Regions from separate parts of the Mus musculus genome. Here regions 2 and 3 are each linked to region 1. A link is a contact called in public Hi-C data. All regions are on one chromosome and are shown on one strand. The core of a region is the stretch at or near the end of the contact, and the rest is flanking DNA. Distances in the headings are between cores, read along the strand shown.

Region 1 (4,866 bases), core at 1,365-3,864:
AAAAGCTTTATCCCAATTATTCTAACATTATGATATCATAACTACCCGTGGCTGGTTCAAGCCACGCTGGTTCACATCTGCCTCCATTCTCCCTCTCCCCTCCTCTCTCCTGATATGCTGTCTCTGCATCACTTAGCTCTGCCTCCCTTTTGCCTGTCCAATCACAGGCCTCCTCTACACTAATGAAATTGGACAGGGAAAATCTTGCAACAAAGATGAACCCCATCAGTCCTGCCTTGATGCTTCCTGAGTGTGGGTGCAGCAAGACCAGCTGCCTCCATTCCTGCTGCCATGCCTTCCCCTGAAACTAACACAGAGATGAAGTCTTCTTTTCTCACATTCCTCTTGCCAGGTTGCTGCTGCACCCAGCAGATATCCAGGGATGGACAGGGCTAGGATGGTGATGGAAATGAAGAAAAGATAAACACACAAACACACAGACAGGAAGGGTGGGATCAGGTTGATTGGACTCTGATGGACAGACTGCAGGACCCTGGCAGCTCAAGCTGTTATTCTAGAGGTGAACAAGGATGTTCATCTCTATATTAGATGAACAAAGATGATCAAGGAGTTATTTATGAAACACACATAAACAAAGGCAGGGTTATTGCACAGACCTGGATGAAGAAGGCAGGTTTAGCTGATCTCAGTAGGAGCAGTCTCTGTATGGGAGTAGTCTTCAGGCTGTAAATACCTGGGAAAAGAAAGCTTTAGTGGACACTTCCCGGACTATCAACATTTTCACCAGAACAAGAGGAAGACTCTCCTGCCTCTTTGAGCCTCACCCACCTGTTAGATTGTGTGTGCCATTGTCTCATGGGTCAAGGACATGTCAAAGGCACACATTCAGAAAGTATTTCATTCTCTCAGGGCTTCCTTCCTTACCAAGTATTTGGTCACAGTGATGAGAAAAGCAACAGATGCATGGGGAAATAGATTGGTCTTTTAAAACAAGCAGGGTGGATAGGGCACACCCCCTTGTTTATCTGTGAGCTTATTTTCACCGATCTTATTGTTCTTTTCACAAATAAATTACATTACAAAAAATGGAGGGAGCCACATAAAGCAAAATAGATGTTAAGACCTCAGGAGACTCTGCAGGCATCGTTTTAGCGCCTGGGGTTAGAGCAGCAGTTGCCTTGCACTTCTGCTGCTTGGTTTTAAGTGCACAGCAGCTATTAAGAAGGTGGCACACAGAGTGTACTGTTCAGAACTAGGTTGTTTTGCTTCAGTTTCTGAGACAGTGTAGCCCTGGCTGTACTGGAACTCACTCTGTAGACTGAAAGAACCTAGTGGGGAAACCCCCACTCAATTCTCGATTTAGCGTGCACCCAAGAGTCACGAACAGACGACCATCTTGATGTAAAAGCTTGAGGTAGTTTAATGACGGAGCTCCGGGCCGACACGTATCTCTCGCAGGAGACAGAGGTGTCGACCACATGGTGGAGCCATAATGGCAGAGCTCCAGTTCGAAACGTATCTCACACAGGAGACAGTGGTTTCGACCCCGAGGCTTGGAAGCTAGGGACTTTTATAGAAAAGGGGTGGGGCTGGGGGAGGAATTGGCGCGGTTTCACATGATTGGTCCATTTAAACATCAACAGACTGTCAGAAGGGCGGGAGATAGGGAGGTACCAGGACAGTCAGGACACATAATGACGGGCCTGCCCGGGCATGTCCTGGCCTGTTCTGCTATGTTCTTAGCCCCAGGTTTTAAAGCTCACAAACAACTCTTTGGGCTATTTGACATAAATTACATGAATCACAGGTCTCAAGTTTTATTTCCTTTCATAGACTAGGTTGGCCTCAAACTCAGAGATCTGCTCCCAATGCTGGGATTAAAGGTGTACATCATGGCCACCACCACTCAGCTAGAACTAAGGCTCTTAGTCTGACAAGATGACTCAGTGAGCAAAGAAGTTTGCCATTGCCTGGCAGGCTCTGAAGATCGTGCTAAAATAAGGGCCAGAGAAATGGTTCTGACAGAAAGCTTCATGACCCAACTCCCATCACTAGAACTTTCATGGCTAAAGGAAGGCAAGGGGGTGTCTTTGAATTTGAGGGCAGCCTGGTCTATATAGTGAGTTCCAGGACCACACAGAGAGAACTTGTCTCAGGGAGGAGGAGGTTGCTGCTAAGCCTAACTGTCAGAGTCGGATCCCTGGAACCCAAGAGTGGAAAGAGAAGACTGACTCCTGGAAGTTGTCTTCTATCTTCCAACATCTGTACATGGGCTGTGGTGTGCATGCATGCACATGCCCATGTGCATCATACACTCAAATAAATAAGTGTAATTAAATATTTCTTCAAAAAGAACTTTGCTTTTTATATGTTCCTGTTGCTCACTAGGGCCGAGGAACATGGAGAGAGAGAGAGAGAGAGAGAGAGAGAGAGAGAGAGAGAGAGACTGGAACAGGAGGGATACAACCTAGTTTGCCACCGTAGAGATTGGAAGAGATATCTTGATGATAACCTTCACCATTTGCATGCAAAATTGTTGTGGATGGGGGCCTGGTGCTATTTGTATTTTGATGCTAATTCTGCTCTCCTGGGAGGGGTTTCAGACAGGGAATGAGTCAGACATACTCAGGTGACCTCTTGTGAACCAATCCCCTAATGAATAAAGGAGCCAATCACAGGGCGAGTAGGAGGGACTTCCAGTTTGGACAGAGGAAGAGAGAAAGCAAGAAAGAGTTAAGTCCTTTTGGACAGGCATAGCACGAGGTCAAGGTGTCTCCTGGTTTCAATGGCGGATCCGTCAGGATTCATCAGGGTTTGCCTGATGTGCACCACAAAGGCCATGGGGGCTTGGCTTTGAAGCATGGGGCTGATATGGTAACAACTTGCCAGTGGGAACTTTAGCAAGCTCCGTAGAGACATCTCAGGAACTCTGGGCCGGAGAGTCTCTGCAAGATAAAAACAGTTCAGCCATTGCTCTCCAGTGCACGGCCAGCCAAAGCCGCTGGGAAAGAGTTGTCGGCACAAGTGTGGGAACATGCCGGTTCTTTTTTAATATATTTCCACAACACAGAGTGTGCACACACGCATACACAGATATGCACACATATGAGCTGAAGTGCTATTCTCTGAGCCATCATCTTCAGCAAAGCAGCCGTGATTACTTATAAGAAACACTTCATTTGGGCCTGTTGACTGTTGCCATTCTCTCACAGAAGTAGGGGCATAGGGAGGGTAATGAGACCCTCACTTGGTCTCAGTCACACAGCCCTGCACCGCCTGGCCATCTGTATATAATTATACCTCCATCGCACAGGACCCCATGAACATAGCTCACAGAAGGATTATGAGAAAGCCATCATCATTACTAGGGTAGGATTGTTCTGGTGGTATGGCTGTTTGGTATGATTGTTCTGGTGGTATGGCTGTTTGGTATGATTGTTTTGGTGGTATGGCTGTTTGGAGTCAATAGTTCTTCTATAAGTAACCCCCAACCTGTGCTCTGTAAGTTCCCCACATTGGACTTTGCTAGACTCCTGCTTTTGTTCATTCTTGGTATCTCACAAGGAGGGGTAGATGTTTAAGTCTCAATGGAGAAAGTTCTCACAACACCCCCACAAATAACACACAAACAACCAAAAAAAAAAGTTATGGTACCAGTAAGTTCTAGCCAATTTAGATGTATTTTCCTTTATTCAAATTGGGTGCTGGATATCAAATCCTGGCCATAAGAATGCTACACAAGTGCTCTACCACTGTACCATGCCTTTTTTTTTTTGGTTTTTGGAGACAGGGTTTCTCTGTGTAGCCCTGGATGTCCTGGAACTCACTCTGTAGACCAGGCTGGCCTCGAACTCAGAAATCTGCCTGCCTCTGCCTCCCAAGTGCTGGGATTAAAGGTGTGCACCACCATGCCCGGCTAAGATTTATTTTAAGCAGAGTTTTTGTTTCCCCTTCAGCAGTCTTCTCTGGGTCTCAGGAGAATGGATACAGACACCCCATTTAGGGCTGAACACACAAAGGTTCAGTTAAGTTCTTTGACCAGTTAGAGGTCTCTGCACTAATTGTTGTCCACAGCCAAAGAAGGTTCTCCAACCACAGTTGAGAGCAGCACTAATCTGTGCATATAAATATAGACATCGGAGGCATCTGACACCTTCTCCATCTGGAAGATGGGTAGGAGTGCCACCAGATACTGTCATCTGGATACAGAGTGGCTGCTGCACTTTTGAACTCACAGCACTTCCAATCCCCTGCTCAAGACAAGCACAAAGACCAGGTCAGTCAAAACCAACATGACCCAGCATGGTGGTGCATGCAGATCTCTGTGATGTTGAAGCCAGCCTGGTATACATGCCAAGTTCCAGGTCATCCAGGGCTACATAGAAAAAACCTATCTTAAAAACAAGTAGACAGACAGACAGATGAATGGATGGGTGGTAGGTATCCAAGATGCTCATAAATTCAAGGAAAGGTACTCTATTTCAGTTTCCCCAGTTATCAGGAGAAAGCACATTTAAATTACATATGATACATTAGAAAATAAGGATGTAATACATTCCACACTGACCAGAGTGAGTAGAGACAGGAAAAAACATGTTAGTGAGATGATAAAATAATGAGAATGAACACACGTGTGGCAAGGGATCTGGTCCCCTCTGACCTCCAAAACAGCACAGAGAGAGAGAGAGAGAGAGACTTAATAACATCTTTAAGCTCAGTCCTTTGCTATTGTACCAAGGCCACCCTCCGAAACTGAAGAAGTTCATGGACAAGAAGCTTTCGTTGAAGTTAAACAACAATGGCAGACATATCTAAGGAATGCTTCGGGGCTTTGATCCAGTTATGAGTCTGTGATTGATGAGTGTGTGGAGATGGCAGCCAGTGGGCAGCAGCACAACATCGGGA
Region 2 (4,866 bases), core at 1,121-3,620, 500 kb after region 1:
CCATCTCTCTAGCCCCTGTCTACCTAATTTATAAAGGCAATTACAATAAATATTCTGAATATGTAGGTTACTTATATGGGCCTCAGATTCACCATCTATTCTTCCATTCTCCTAGCTTAATGTTTTAACTCTTAAGAAACACTCCCATAAAATATCTCTTGAAGTTGTATCCTTAGGTTCTATTCTTCAGTTTAATTTATAGATAAACTAGTTAGCTAACATGGAAAGCCACCTTTAACTAAATGTTTGAACTAAAGTGGAGTTTGATTTTTCACTGAATTGGCCTTAAAGTTACTGTGTTGGTATGGCTGTGTTATTTACCTGGTCACCTTTTTAAGCGAAAGAAAAACTCACACATGCTTTTTGACAAATCCTTTGGTTTCTACTTAAGTCTTTTATTTTCCCTTGACATTGTTTATTAAGGATCACTTATGTGAGGGAAAAACAAGGTATCTTTGGGGAAAAGATGCTACAAGAGGATTGAAACTAGAATCCCATCTAAGCAATTATAAATACAGGAGAAAAAATATTTTCATTATGCCCGGGAATGGGGAGGTGCAAAGCTGGATGAGGTTCCCTGGCAGGAAATCCTCTGGGGAAAGTCAAAGCTGAAGATTCCTTAATGCTAATGAGACTTTAGACTCAGGATGCTGAAGATGTACCCTGGACACCAAATGATTATAAAGCAGCATCATAATGCAGATAATTATAATATATATGTTTCTAATTACTGGCTTTCAAACGGAAAAAAAGGCAACTAGTTCATGTGTTAGAAGCATTATTACTGACCAGGCATCATATAACCTGAGCTAGTAATCTGACCAGAGAGAATCCCAACTGTCTCAAAGTAACTTGCTTCAGTATATCCCTGAGGTTAAAACTGTGTTACATTTTACAATTAAATGGCTTCTCCTCCGTGTTCCTGATGAAGGATTTCCTCCAATAATTGCCTGAAGTATTGTTCAGTGTGGAAGTAATTTACTGTTATTAAGATGCAATAGGATTATTGAAAGTGACTATACTAGTAAACTTTTTGGTTGTAAATGTGGAAGGTTGGCTGTGTGGTTAGAAGTCAATCTCAGAATCCCACTGGAGATCTGGATCTGAACTGTTGCCTCCTCTGAGTCCACATTTCATGACTTGGATTTGTGCTTGGTTTTGTGTCTCTCTTCAGTAATCCTCCAGAGATCCTAACCATGGTGTTACTTATATACAAGCAATAAAAGGTTGTACCATAACATTATATAATTTAGTTGGAGCTTGGTAAGGCTTCTAGCATTCAGCATTGCCATGTGAACACCTGAATAGAAGATGGAATTTGGAAATGTAAATGCTTTGAGAACTCTGTAGGTAGGAACTGACATGGAGTTGGAAGATGCCTTGCTGCTCTGTGGCGCCCCCTTGTGGTAGATGTGGTGCTGCCGATGTTTATAGGATTCCAATTTGCATTGGGCATGCTTGTTTACATAAAACACTCATTCATCTGTGTAAACATGCTTATAGAGTTAGTGTAATTCTCATGTAAGAAATTTGCTGTGCCTATTTCATTTGGTTTTTACGTGTACAGAATTTTTTTGTTTGTTTTTGGTCTTTTTTTTTTTTAATATATAGTGATGTATTGTTTAACTTTTATGGAAAATTCCAGACAGACTCAGAAGTCAAAGTGCAGTGCTCATTACCCAGCTCTAAAGGAACCAACATTCTGTTGATTTTGTTTTATCTACATGACCATTCTGGTGTGTTTTCTAGCCAAATTGAGGCCTCAAATCATGTTGTATCTGTGAAACTGTAAGTTTAGACATTGCTTTAAGCCAGAATTCTGGGGTGAAATAGAGGACTTGTTAGCAGTTCCATCGTCAGCCTTAGAAGATGGCTGGTATCCTCAATTCATTGGGGTTGCAACCTAAAATTTCCAGGGGACAGAAAGCCAGCAAGTGGCTATTAGAAACACATCCCACTGCTGACAGGCTTTAAAAGCCATTTTTGCTTTTCAGATTTTTGCAATTAAGACATACTTTATTCTTCCTTATCTCTCTTTTCGTCATTCTAAAGAAACATTCACTTCTAAAAGTTGACTCTTGTTTACTCAGTGTAATTGGTTGTCGCCTGTTAAAATTCCATTTGTTTTCACGTGAAACGATTATGTTTGATAAGCCAGCGTTAGAAATTGTATCCAATTTAGCTGATAGTGAAAATCCTAAGAGGAATGATAAAATTTGTTGATTGTAGACATTAGAAAACAACCCCACATGGTAAAGTTGTGTCATAAGCACAGAGCCTGGTATCCTGGCCGATGGTATGGTGGCCCTCTGGAGGGGCAGAGAGTTTGCAGCTGGCTGGGTGGGCAGGGTTGGCCCGAGGGCCTGACTGAGTGGAGCCACGGTGGGTGTCAGGTTACAGCAGGCAGAGTGAGCGCGGGGACTGCCTGATCTGGAGAGTGGCTTTGTAATTACTGTGCTGATTTGTTAGGGAGGCTTTGTCTTACTTACCAATTAGCATGGATGTTACTGCAGAGACCTCTGAAACCCTGGGTAGGCTTTAGTTTAAAAATAAGACCTTCCAGATCCCGACGGCCTCACGGTCTGTCACTAGCATGGGTGGAAAGGGGTGGGGTGCTGTTGTCTTTCCCTGTTTGTAAGTGGCAGAGCTTCTCGCCCTGTCGGACTGTTGCTCCCCTGGGCCAGGGACTGCCACTGGTGTCTGAAGATTGCCTGATGCCACCCCCCACCCCCACCCCCAACCCCTGCCCCCATCATGTACCTTCCTGCCTGGCGACAGCCCAGGACAGGGAGGCTGCTCTGTTTCTTGTAGCTTCCCTTAGGATTGTGCCAGCATCCCTGACCACCACTTCCTTAGCAGTTCAGTCTTTCTGGTCTCTTTCTTGTGCCTTGAGGGGAAGTTGGGCTTTAAAAGCTTAGCCATGAGCAGGTTTCTTAGTGTGCTGTGTTCTTCTGGGTGTGGTGTGTTACGTGTGGAAAGCTATCTAAGCCAGTATGGTTTCCCATTAACGCAAGATGGGGTTTTTCCTCACTGCCATACTGCAGGGAAGGCCAGGCTAGTGTTCTGTCGAGGACAGAAGCTCACTTCAAAAGCAGGATAAGGAACAGAGAAAATTCCATTTCAGAAATTGTTTCTGCACAATTTCTCTCCAGCCCCACTTTAGCCACTGTTGACAAAGTGCAACTGGGGTTGCCCCTGGGAGGGGTCTCACTCTCACTAATAAAAGAATGTGAGAATGAGTTCAGCTAGAGTTAAAAGAAAACCCCCAGGGTGGGGTCATTGACAGCTACCCACAGGAGGGGAAAGGAGAGAAGGGACAACGCCTCTCCTCGGGAGAGCAAGGAGCCACGAGGCAGGGAGGAAGGCTTTAGGAAGAATGAGGAAGCCCAGGTATCAGACAAGAGCATCCTTAGCTTCTGACCAGCATCTGAGAGAGAGGGAGGGAGAGGGAGAGAAGAGGAAGAGTGTCTTTGTGACTTAGGCCTCAGAAATGGCAGCAGACCCAGTGATCTCGTGGTGGCCAGGACGGACTAGGCTGAGGGCAGGAATGACAAAGAAGAGTACAGTATCTCATTAAGAGAAATAGAGTCTTCTACCTATCTTTTTGGCTGTTTGAGACAGGCTCTCACCATGTAGTTAACCCTGGCCAGCTAGGAACTCCCTATGTAGACCAGGCTGGCCTTGAACTCATAGAGATCTGCCTGCCCAGTGCTAGGATTAAAGGTGTGAGCTGACTTTCCTAGAGGTGGTCCGAGGACTAGGTGATTGGCTAGGCACAACTGGGATAATAGGTCTCTATTCAGCTGGAGGTTATATTCACTTGCCAGAAGGAATTTTCCCTTATTGGGCTTTTACTGCCCCTCCCGGTCTGTCTCTGAGACTGAATTCTACCACACAGTTGATTGAGTTAGGAACATGCTTTCCCCTGCTACTCACTCAAGGGAAACTGTTACAAGTCAAGAGCCTAGGCCTCTGGCAGCACCAGATGCAGATGAGAAATCTCGGGTGTTCTCTTGGGAGCCTTCTCTTCCCTCTTGGCTCCTTTTTTCTTCAAAAGTAGTACATTGGGGTGGGTATGGATGGAGAGATGGCTCAGAGGTTAAGAACATTGGCTACTCTCCCAGAGGACCTGGGTTCAGTTCCTAGCACCCACATGATGGCTTACAACCATTCATAATGCTAGTTCCAAGGGATCTGGGTCCTCTTCTGGGTGTCCTTGGGCACCTGGCAGGCATATGGTGCACAGACATACATGCAAGCAAAATATCCATAAAAATAATAAAAAGTAGTAAGTTGGTGTAGAGGCCTGGTGTGGGATCAGCATTGCCGGTGGTCTCTCAGCAGCCTACGGTCACACTGGATCTGTACAGGAAAACAAGGGGTGTGTCAGAGTATGCGGTCATCCCTCAAGAGCTACATCCCAGTGCTCCTCCTATCACTTCTTTGGTCCACCTGAAGGCTTCATAGATTGCTTTGGCACTGTAATTGACTTTTGAAAAATCGTGTGTTGGGGCTGGAGAGATGATTCCAGGGTTAAAAGCTCTAGTTTTCTTCCAAGGGACCTGGGTTTGGTTCTTAGCATCCACATGGCAGCTCACAGCTGTCCGTTAACTCCAGTTCCAGGAGACCTGACACCTGTTTTTAGTTTCTTTGGGCACCAGTTGAGCAAGTGGTTCACAGACATACATATAGGCAAAATACCCATACACATAAATTAAAATTAAATCTTTTTTAATTTAATTAAATTAAAGAAGAGAAAACATGTCACTTAATTGTGCTATACCCCTGGAAAATGTAAACTGAGTCTCTAAGTCCAAGAGGAAATGTGTACCAGACACCCATCAGTTCACCTTGGGGTGTCTCACG
Region 3 (4,866 bases), core at 1,543-4,042, 310 kb after region 1:
TTTTCAACATACACAAAAGCCCGATGAGATAAACCCCATATAGTTGATACCACAGAATCATTGTAATGGGTATTTCTGTGTAAACTAAGTAGGTTGTGTATAAACTGGTGACATGACTGCTGTATAATATAGCTAAAGGCAAGGTTTTTATTGTAGGTATGAGAGAACAAACAGCCAGAGGCATCTAGAAGGGTCCAGAGCAGTAGTAGATTGAACATGGCCAGCAGAGTGGACCTGGCCATGGAAGGAGCTGGAGCAAAACAGACAGACAGACAGACACACACACACATGTGCACACACATACATATACATATACACATATACATATATACATAGAGAAAGAGAGAGCAGAGAGAGTTGGGGAGGAGGGCTGAGGCAGACAGACAGGCAGACAGACAGACAGAGAGGAGTATATGGAAATAGCAAGGTTATAAGGAGAATGAGGACATGAGAACATGATGAGAGGGAAGCCTGTGAGCTCTGAAGTTTAGGGTAGGGGAGAGGTGAGAAGAGCTAGGATGCCAGCACGGACTGTGATGTGTGTAACAGGTACTGGAGATACTGAGGGAGCCTGGAGGCCATGCTTTTTTGTTGCTAACAGACACCACAGGTAGTCACGGTCCTTTCTGCCAGTGATAAGGGAAATGGCTCAGTTTGGTTCCATAGAAGGGCACCAGTTCCCGAGGAATGCTACCTTTTGTCTAACTGCCAGAACAATGTGGGGAAGCGGAGTTTCCTTTGGACCTGACAGTTTGTAGTTTCTTAAAAACACGGATTGAAAGGGGAAGCTAATGCTTTTGCTTAGAGTTCAGGTCTAAGTTGTGCCTGAAAGTGACAGGTGAAAGGAGACACTGGAAGAACATCTGTAGGGAAGTCATGCTTTGAGGGTTACCATGGAAACCATAGGTCTTAGCTGGGTTTGCTTGTAAGGTAGGGGCGATTCCTTCTAGTAAGCTTTGTAGGAAAGCCCCCAGGCTAGTGCCTGGGATTCGCTTTGCCTCTGAACTTCCCTTCCCATTTCAACAGTGAGATTGGTTTAAGGATATTCTTGTTTGGAGTTTCTAGGACTCCGTTTATGGGCCACTTGTTTTCTGTTGAGCCCATGTAAACCAGCAGACTTACTCTGAGGAATTCTGAGATATTGTATCCTTCAAATAACCAATGTCCAGGGTTCTCTGTCTGTCAGAGCCCACTAGCAGGGTTCTCGCTATGGAGCCCACTAGCAGGAAGTAGGATTGTGGCGGGACCCCACTCAAGAGGCACCGCATAAGGTATACTCTGCTCTCCATTTCACTCAGCGGAGATCACCAAAGAGCCCCAAACATAAATGTTTACCATGACCCTTTCCAGGGACACCTTACTTTCACGGAAGCACATTGTTACACATTCGATTTTCTTAGTAGCCCTGGTTGCTAACCACTCAGTGTGTTTAACTTGTTAATTTGTAAATTAAACTTTGTCCTGAGGATATATGCATAAAGAAAAGAACACAGCTTATATAATTGGGAATTGTAAGTGTTCTTGCTCAGTTCGAAGGGCACCCTGAAACACAGAAGTCCAGGAACCACCCCGCTCTGAGGGGAGGCCTCCTCAGCAGAGGCCTCGCAGTCCGGGGAGGGTATCCCCAGCTGAGCTGAGGAGCCCGGAGTCAGGAGCCTCAGCCCCGCTCCACCTCTTCAGTTCCTCCCATCTTTGTTGCTTCTTGGACTCTTCTGATGAGAGAGTCCCATCAGGCAGCAAATCTCATATTAAAAAAAAAAAAAAAAAAGATTTCTTACAGGGTCCAGGGCATGGAGGGATGAGTCCAGCAGGGAATTGAACAAAGGGCAGGGCTTTCCTAATGGAAGGGCGGGGGGGGGGGGGGGGGGGAGGCACCGTTTTCGCCACAGGATTTCTTAGGGGGCGGGGCTTTTCAGGGCAGAGATTTCCAGATCGAGAACTGGTTGGATTTCAAGTGCTGAGCTTTGGGATTGGTGGGTTTTGTGGAAAGCTCAGGGATCCGCGGTTTTCTTTTGACCCCCTTTTCCCTGTATCAGGCTCATGGGTGGGGATGGGAAGTCCTTCCCGGCCACAGGCCGATTTGGCTGAGGTGCTATCACTGCTAACCTCCTTGGGGAGGCTGCAGAGAAGGTGTTGCCACTGTAGACAGCTCCAGAGGTGGTATTTCACAAAGGCTGTAGGCTGAGGAGATACACTGCTTTGATAGGTGCCACCATTATGACAGATGCTGTCGTTTTGACAGCTGTGGTGGTATCTTATGGTGGCCTCAGGCTGGAGCCGCTGCTTTAACAGCTCTCCTGCTGCTCGGGGGTTACAGGGATCTCAAAATATATCGCTTTCTCTTTCCCCTGTTTTCTCCTCCCCATCTTTCCCTTTCCCTGCTCTGGTGACTGAACCCAGGGCTTTCAGCACACTAGGCAAACCCTCTGTCTCACTGTCACATGCCCTAGTCAAAGGCAAGACTCCTAACCCAGCTAAAGGGCAGGTTCAGAGCCAGGAACGATCGGTAATTAACTACGAAGAGATAAATATGCAGAAAAATATTATCATTCACCCTCACCTAGAAGAGGCCATCGGGCTGGGTGCGATCAACATCCAGCTACTTGAGGGGAAAAAGACTAGGGGCATGTGACAGTGAGACAGAGGATTTGCCTAGTGTGCTGAAAGCCCTGGACTTTCACCAGCGCGGGGAAAGAGGGAAAGATGGGGAGGAGAAAACAGGGGAAAGAGAGAGCGATATATTTTGAGATCCCATGTATGGGGGCTACCTGCCACCAGGGGGCAGATGAGGGCTGGTCCTGGAGATCGGCCACTGGAAGAGGGAGAGGAGATGTCTGTACCTCCTCTCCCCTCAGTGTGTGCTGGAAGATAGCAGTTACAGGCATCTCTTACCTCGTGTGCAGGCCTGCCCTGTCAAGAACTTCAAAACCAGAGGTCCTCAGAGGGCAGGCGCTGTGGTCTGGACGCTGGCTTTTCCAGCTGTGGAAGCTAGCTCATTCTCACAGGTGAGTGAGTTCCTCGCCAGTAGAGATCAGAGGAAATGAGACAACGTTGCTCAGGAACCCTTTATACCAGTGTTCTCAGCCTTCCTAAGACTGTGGCCCTTTCCGCGTTCGCACCAAGACCGTGAAGAAGGCTGCCCGGATCATCATCGAGAAGTACTACACGCGTCTGGGTAATGACTTCCACACCAACAAGCGCGTGTGCGAGGAGATCGCCATTATCCCCAGCAAGAAGCTTCGGAACGAGATAGCCGGATACGTCACGCATCTGATGAAGCGGATTCAGAGAGGTCCTGTGAGAGGCATCTCTATTAAGTTGCAGGAAGGAGAGAGAGAGAGGAGAGATAATTACGTTCCTGAGGTCTCAGCCCTAGATCAGGAGATCATTGAGGTGGATCCCGACACCAAGGAGATGCTGAAGCTTCTGGACTTTGGCAGTCTCTCTAACCTTCAGGTCACTCAGCCTACAGTTGGCATGAATTTCAAAACACGTGGAGCTGTTTAATCTGTTATGCCATATTTTCAATAAACCTGAAAACAAGAAAAAAAAAAAGACTGTGGCCCTTTAATACAGTTCCTCACGTTGTGGTGACCCCAACCATAAAATTGTTTTTATTGCTACTTCATAACTGTAATTTTTCTACTGTTATGAATCATAATGTAAATATCTGTGTCTTAGGCAGTTCCTATGAAAGTTTGACCCCCAGGGGGTCACGACCCATGGTTAAGAACCACTATCTTATACTCAAACATCACCCAGAAGAACCTCCAAGAGGATTTTTCTGTCTATGTGGGTTGTACCTCTGAACATTTACCAATTTAGGAGTGAAAACTAAGAATCTAGAAGATGGTTACTTCTTATAATAATAAAACCACTACACGTGGGTTTATTTAGAAAAATATAGTTTGTGAAACAAAAAAAAATGTTAAGTATGGTACTATTTTACATTTCTGCCATTTATTTGTTTGTTTGTTTGTTTTTACTGTTTAGCTCAATGAAAGACAGATGGAGTCTCCTGTTTGCTTCTGCATTTGTGTCTGCTGTAATATCGACTGCATTTCCCAAAGCACTTAGCTTTCTTCCCATAAGGGGAACACAAGAGTGGAGAGAGTAAGTGCATCTTTTTATGAAATAGTTTTGACCTCACACACCTTTGCCCCTTTTTCTATTAAGTGGATTGTAAAGGGCACCCAGTATTATTTCTGGATAAGAACTGAAATGCTGTTTTATATGGGAAAGGGGTACAATTAGTGGAGACTTAGGACCAAGGGCTGAGAGCCAGCCTGCCCTGAAGTTTAACCACCATGAGAAATGTAGCCTACATAGCCGGGGTGCTAGATAGCAGGGTAGGGAGTAGACTCGGGGGTGCAGGTCAAGGACGGGTCCTTGTACACTGTGAGTGCGGGAATACTTTCAGAGTCTTGAGCAGCAGCTGCTGCACATGAGGAGAATAAGTCCTTTGGGCAAGTTTTGTTTGTATGTATGATCCAGCTAATTTGCTGTGTTCATTTTAGTTTGTCACTCTAAACCAAACACCATGAAGGAGAAAGCATTTATTTTGGCTCACAGTTTCAGAGGGTTCAGTCCATAGTCCTTGGCTTTGCTGATTCTAGCTTGTCATAAGACAGAACATCATGGTGACAGGAGGAGGAAGAGGAAAACACAGTTGGGGAAGGAGAAGAACAGAAGAGACCCTGAACCAGAGTAAGCCAACAGAAAGAATGCAATCTTCCTGTGACATCTTCTTCTACTGAGGCCCCACCTCCTAAAATTTCTATCACTTCACACGACAGCACCACCAACTAAAAACCACGCATTCAACGCATGAGCCTATAGGGAGTGTTTCAGGTGCAGTTCATAGTG

Evidence for each region. A called contact is a pair of places that touch in the nucleus more often than the background predicts.
Region 2: a Hi-C map of embryonic stem cells shows a contact between it and region 1, with 2.8 times the contacts expected there. The contact joins two enhancer-like sites. A contact is called at or near these places in 6 of 484 Hi-C or Micro-C datasets (the MNK3 cell line, cardiomyocytes and embryonic stem cells) and 4 of 115 datasets of contacts at active chromatin or transcription factors (embryonic stem cells and epiblast stem cells).
Region 3: a Hi-C map of the N1E-115 cell line shows a contact between it and region 1, with 3 times the contacts expected there. The contact joins two enhancer-like sites. A contact is called at or near these places in 6 of 484 Hi-C or Micro-C datasets (B cells, the Ba/F3 cell line, the G1E-ER4 cell line and 3 more) and 1 of 115 datasets of contacts at active chromatin or transcription factors (embryonic stem cells).

Annotation. Positions count from the first base shown.
Region 1 is chr11:20,137,872-20,142,737 of GRCm38.p6, forward strand. It overlaps the pseudogene Gm12030. Among named protein-coding and RNA genes, the nearest start is that of Actr2, 27 kb to the left of the region's middle. Within about 2 kb of position 2,615, at least 11 of the 459 cell types and tissues checked have an H3K27ac peak or open chromatin away from gene starts, as enhancers often do. A contact at or near this core is called in the N1E-115 cell line and embryonic stem cells, where this site is marked.
Region 2 is chr11:20,637,636-20,642,501 of GRCm38.p6, forward strand. All of the region lies in intron 1 of Sertad2 (SERTA domain containing 2), which reads left to right. Among named protein-coding and RNA genes, the nearest start is that of Sertad2, 8.1 kb to the left of the region's middle. Within about 2 kb of position 2,371, at least 166 of the 459 cell types and tissues checked have an H3K27ac peak or open chromatin away from gene starts, as enhancers often do. A contact at or near this core is called in embryonic stem cells, where this site is marked.
Region 3 is chr11:20,443,304-20,448,169 of GRCm38.p6, forward strand. It overlaps the pseudogene Gm12034. Among named protein-coding and RNA genes, the nearest start is that of Gm39606, 7.3 kb to the right of the region's middle. Within about 2 kb of position 2,793, at least 35 of the 459 cell types and tissues checked have an H3K27ac peak or open chromatin away from gene starts, as enhancers often do. A contact at or near this core is called in the N1E-115 cell line, where this site is marked.